2 separate regions of the Mus musculus genome follow, and region 2 is linked to region 1. Evidence: chromatin contacts called from public Hi-C data. All regions are on one chromosome and are shown on one strand. Each heading gives the region's core, a stretch centred on a gene start, on an enhancer-like site or on the middle of the called end of the contact. The rest is flanking DNA. Distances are from core to core; before and after follow the strand shown. Region 1 overlaps Tmem132b (transmembrane protein 132B). Region 2 has its middle 19 kb from the start of Gm51294.

Region 1 (2,700 bases), core at 105-2,604:
AGACCTCAGGTGGGGAAGCCAGTGTGGAGCTGGTGCAATGGTCCAAAGAAGTGATTTTACCAAGGGCAGTGGCTGTGACAATTTACTCATTCATTTTTTCCATTCATTCATCCATCCACCTATCTGTCCATTCATCCATCCACCTGTCCATCCATCCATCTATCCATCCATTCACTCACTCCTATTTATCCATCCTCTAATACATCTATTCACGTATTCATCCATTCACCCACCCCTCTATCTATCCATCAGTTGAATGATATACTTATCCCTACAATGGACCATCTGCATCTCCATTGATTCCTTCCTTCCTCCAAAGATGCAGTCATCATTTTATCTGTAGATCCATCCACCCCCATATCCTTCCATCTGTCCATTGACCCACCCCCACCCATCTATCCATCTGTTCATTCATCCACTGATCTATCATCCTCCACTTATCTCTCCATAAATCCACCGATTGATACAGCTCTCCTTCCGTTGAACCATCATCCATCCCTCCATTGATTCATCTGATTTCCTTTATGAATCTGCCCGTTGATCCATCCATCCACCTATTATCCATTGTCCATCCAACTATAGGCCAACCCATCTATTGATCTTTCCATCAGCCCATTCATTTATCCATCTGCCCATCCATCCATTGGTCCATCCATCAATATCCCTCAGTCAGTTGATTGATCCATCCATTCACTCGCTCACCTCCATGTAGCAAACACTTGTACAGTATACGCTGTGCACTGAATTGATTGCTTTCTGATAAATAGAGAGAAACAGGAGCAGGTGGGAATTTTGAGGTGGATACAGTAGGTCTTGGAGACCATTCTGTCTAATGTCTTCAAATCTAGAAGATCAGCACAGTTGGTCCCAAGCTATAGAAGTCTCCCCCAGGGGCGTCACACACAGAGATGGTCACAGCCCTGGATGCTAACACCACCTTCTGTAGTAATTAGTGCTTTCTGCCTCCTTCATGGGTCAGAGATGCTAACAAATGTGCCCATTTCTCTTCTTGCCCTTCCTTTTAAACCTTCCTGAATGCGAACGCTCCCCCTTCCCCTCCACACTGTTCCCCTTTTGGGTTTTCCGTCCAGCTACTGAGCTTTGAGTATAGAGATTTGTTCCTGTGGGTGGCTTGGAGTTCAAGACAGCAACCCACCATTCAACTCCAGCCCTTAAAACTAAAAAGCCCCAACTCTGCACATGTAGATAAAAAACACATTATCTTTCAAAAAGGTTGAAATGAAAAAAAAATGAACACACTCAGTGAGTTTCTAGGCAACTGGAACCACGGGCTGAGCACAGGCTGCGAGGAGATAATCAGCCTCCCTTTCAGTCACGCTGGCTGAACGCTTCCAACACGGCCTGGGCACAAATGCCTCTTTCTTTCCAGTGGCGTTTGGGTGCTGGCAGTGCCAAGCACTGTCCCAGAGGATGGTGATGAATAAGGCAGGCAGGGTCCTGGCTCCTCAGCCTGACAGTTTACAGATTCAGATAGCTCTTCATTTCAGAAGTGAGGAGTGTCCAGGAGACTTGGATGAGCAAGCCGGAGACTGGGGACAGGCTGAGCAGTGCTGGAGGGACGGGGAAGGAGTCCTCCTAAGGCCTTAGCACTTGCTCTGAGAACTAGATGAAAATGAAAGAGGCAGCCATAACAACCTGTGGAGGAAGAACGTTCCAGACAGAGGGAACGGTACATGTCTTCAGGCAGAACTTAAGTAGGGCAATTTAAGTAGTCAGCTGCAATGCAGAGGGAAGCTGGAGAGTGCTAGGGACTGAGAGGTCATAAGAAGGTGGGATAGGTTGGCTGACATTGGCTCTCAGCTCAGGGGGCTTCTTTTTTTATCAGTTTTCTCTTGCTGCTGTAACCAATGACCTCCAGTAGAGTGGCTTTCACAATACGAACTGACCTCGAGGCTCTGGAAGTCAGAAATGGTCCTTACATAATAAGATCAAGGTCTTGTGGCAGGGCTGAGTGCTTTCTGGGAGGTTTTTTTTTTTTTTTTTTTTTTTTTTTTTTTTTTTTTTTTGGTGGGGGTGATGGGGTGGTGGTGGGAGTTGGGGGAGGCAGAAAGCCTCACCCAGGGTGTGCTTTCTAGCTCACACATTGCCAGCGTTCCCTTAGGTATAGACCCTTTTCACCTGAATGATAGGAGGTCAATTCCTTACCTCTGCAACCTGACTTAGTCACATCATCAATGATCCTTTCTGCATGTCCTGAGATGAAGGCATAGGCATCTTTGAAGGAGGAAAAAAAATTTTATCCTTTCAACTTCAGTGGCTTTGGACGGTCACCTCATTAGAGTCACTTAACAACCTACAGGAGACAAGGGTTGTAACACCCATGCTCTGAACTTGGGGCTTAGATATGCTACAGCCCAGTGCATGCCACCACTGACTGCAGGGAATGAGGTTCTGGGCACCAAGTCTTACAGGCTCCCATGGCATATGCAATCAGCCACACAGCGGTATGGGATACATTCTGTTTACCATATAATGGTATGGGCTGCACTCTGCCTACCAAGACAACAGCAGTTCACATTGTTTATTTTGACTCACCTTTCTGGAACCATGACATCCTAAGTCTTAGCTATTCTGCATGCTTCTTTCCTTAAACCACGCCTGCCTGAGACACTGCAGGAGACCATGCCCACTGCTGGTGGCTGGTGCCTAAAATGAGCTGCAGGCAGGTCTGTCTTCTAG
Region 2 (2,700 bases), core at 87-2,586, 95 kb after region 1:
TGGCTTTTGTTATACTGACTGACTTGTTAGCAGAGACTGTGGGCATCGTTAAACCACACAGAGGTGGCTCTTGACTCACAGGTGTCGGACGTGGCATTTCTGCCTGTCCAGCCACCCTTTCATTGTACGCTTGTGTTTCTCTCCCACACCAAGCAGGCTTCGATGCAGGAATGTACTCCGTAATCTTGTTCTCCATAAAAGGATACTCAGTTCTGGTTCAAAAGTCAAACCATGGAGCCATGGAGCAACAATGAGGACGGATTCTTTTACGTATGCAAATGTATTCCGAGTGATACTTTGGATTTATAATTGTAAGATTATTACCAGCAGGTAATGAAATTAAGATTTAAATATCGTGCTCCATTTAAATGGCAGTTAAGCTTTTGGCTGGATCAGGAATCAGCACATTGTTGGGTAAATACTAATCGGGCTGTGATGACATCCCGTAATTAGTTAGGGCTTGGGGAAAAATAAGGTTTCCTTTGCTACCTGCCATTTTCGCTTGTGGCAACTTTGAGGCGGCAGGGAGAACTCTCTCAGTCTCAGAAGGGTTTCCATTAGAAGGAGTAGATTGCTCGAGCAGTTCTCCCGGCTCAGGGTGAGAGTCTAATTCTAGACCTGGGTAATTAGATCAACAGTTAGATCTAACTGCAGACAAACAATAGGATGGCGTTCAGGCTGATTAGCCACACAAAGCCATTATGTGGATCAATGAAAAGTAAGCATTTCTTTTCCTTAGCAGAAAATCCACACTGGAGCTGGGCTCCTGACTCTACAGGTGCTCTCTGAGCCACCTGCAGGTGCAGGATAGTATAAGATCTTTGCCCCAAGCCTACAATGAGGTACTCATCCCATCTCAGAGCCAGAAGGAACTGACGTTCGGAGATGTCTTTGTTCCAGCCCACGCGGCAAAGGGCAGGGCAGAGATCCACCTTCAGTATCTGACTCTTAAGACCTCCTCAGAGATGCTGCTGCAAATCCTCCCCCCCCGCCCCCCCTCCCCCCCTCCCAGCCATTGTTCCCAAAGCAAAAGCAAAGCAAAAGCTTAGGATCTCTAAGACTTGACTTCTCTTCCACTGTGCACAGAGAAAAACTTTTTCGATAAGAGTTGAGGTCTCTTCTAGGGTGCACAAGGAAAACCTTCCTCCAGTTCCTCCCACCAGCTCTGGGGTGGCGGGCGAGGGAGCAGGCAGAGTCCCTTCACCCTGACAGTTGCCAGGCTGTTCCAGGCTCAGTTCCCACCTTCCGGGTTTAGGGCAAGAGGAGGGGTGGAGAGACCCCTGCCTGGATCTTTGGAGATTGAAGAATGCACGGAGGGGCTCCGGGCCACGTGCGCCCTCTAGCGCCAGTCCGAGGGAAGATGTCTCTATGAGCCCACACCTGTGGGAGCTGCATCCGCCCCTGACCTGGGCACAGTCATGTCCCTCCAACTTGAGAGGGCCACTGGCTCTTTTGTAGCTCAGTGAGTTCTCAATAGGGCTCCTGGAAGAGGGTTTAGCTGCACAAGGCCCTGGATTTGGTCTCTCTGTGATATATATGTGTGTGTGTGTACTAGTATGTTTGAACGTGTGTTGTGCAGGCATGTGTGTATGTGTGACATGATGTCATGGATTTTCATTGCTTTCCCATCAGATTCTTTGCAGCAAGGTCTTTCAGTCAAACCCAGAGCTCATCGATATAACGCGTTCTGCTTGCCACTTTGCTCTCTGGATTCCCTAACTCTGCCTTCCCAGGCTTTAATTATAGGCAGCCTCCACACCCCCTCCTTTTACCCCCTCCCTTCATTTATGTGGGTTTCTGGGGGCAGGGTTGTACCTTGGTCTTTGTGCTTCCATGGAAAGTGCTTTAACTGTCGAGCCATCTCCTTGGCTTCTGTAGTGTATGTCACACGCTCATATTTAACTGAGCAAATGTTTTTAAATTGCAAAGGAATTTAAATTGCAAAGGCCTTAGCTACCCCAGGCCTGGGGAACATGGGTCTTGGTGCAGTTTGGGATGAAGGCAGTGGTCCTGAGCCTCATCAGTGTGTCTACACATCCACAGAGCTGGGTTGCATAAGGACAACTTCCTTTAAACATCCCATGTGCTTCCCCTGCTTCGTCTCCTTCCTTCTCCAGGTCTTTGTCTGCCTTCATGGCACATGGATGTAGTTATTTATTTATTTTTGGATCTGTTAAGAATCCATGAAAATTCTGTAAAGAAGTATAGGGCCCACAAATGAGTCTAAAATACAGTATTTTCTTCTCCATGTCTGGCTGATTTTGCTTAATGCAGTGGTCTCCAGTTGTATCCGTTTTCATACAAATGACATAATTCCATCCTTTCTATGGCCGAATAAAATTCCACTGTGTATGTGTGCCAGGTCTTACTTATTCGATGGTCTATCGATGGATGCTCAGGGTGATTCCACATCTTGGCTGCTGAGAATGGTGCTGCAGTAAGCGTGGTGTGCAGGTGTCCTCTGATGTGTTGCCTCTGAGTCTCTATGGACACAGTGTCCAAATGCTCATGCTGACTGCCATCCACCATGTGGCTCTGAGCCTGGGCTGTGTGCTGTCTCTTCTGAGGGGGCTTTGCATGAGATGAGATTGTGTGTGTGTGTGTGTGTGTGTGTGTGTGTGTGTGTGTGTGTGTACAGTGAATGGCTGTGTGCCCTCACATTGGGAATCTTCATGGGGTTTATGAAGACTATAGCTGTGT

The links. Hi-C and Micro-C count contacts between places; a contact is called where the count stands out from the background.
Region 2: a Hi-C map of cerebral cortex shows a contact between it and region 1, with 2.3 times the contacts expected there. The contact joins two enhancer-like sites. A contact is called at or near these places in 12 of 484 Hi-C or Micro-C datasets (astrocytes, brain, cerebral cortex and 6 more), 1 of 115 datasets of contacts at active chromatin or transcription factors (stem cell-derived neural progenitor cells) and 1 of 9 other capture datasets (embryonic stem cells).

What each region holds. Positions count from the first base shown.
Region 1 is chr5:125,704,182-125,706,881 of GRCm38.p6, forward strand. All of the region lies in intron 4 of Tmem132b (transmembrane protein 132B), which reads left to right. Among named protein-coding and RNA genes, the nearest start is that of Gm32811, 58 kb to the right of the region's middle. Within about 2 kb of position 1,355, at least 41 of the 459 cell types and tissues checked have an H3K27ac peak or open chromatin away from gene starts, as enhancers often do. A contact at or near this core is called in cerebral cortex, where this site is marked.
Region 2 is chr5:125,798,940-125,801,639 of GRCm38.p6, forward strand. No RefSeq gene overlaps it. Among named protein-coding and RNA genes, the nearest start is that of Gm51294, 19 kb to the left of the region's middle. Within about 2 kb of position 1,337, at least 8 of the 459 cell types and tissues checked have an H3K27ac peak or open chromatin away from gene starts, as enhancers often do. A contact at or near this core is called in cerebral cortex, where this site is marked.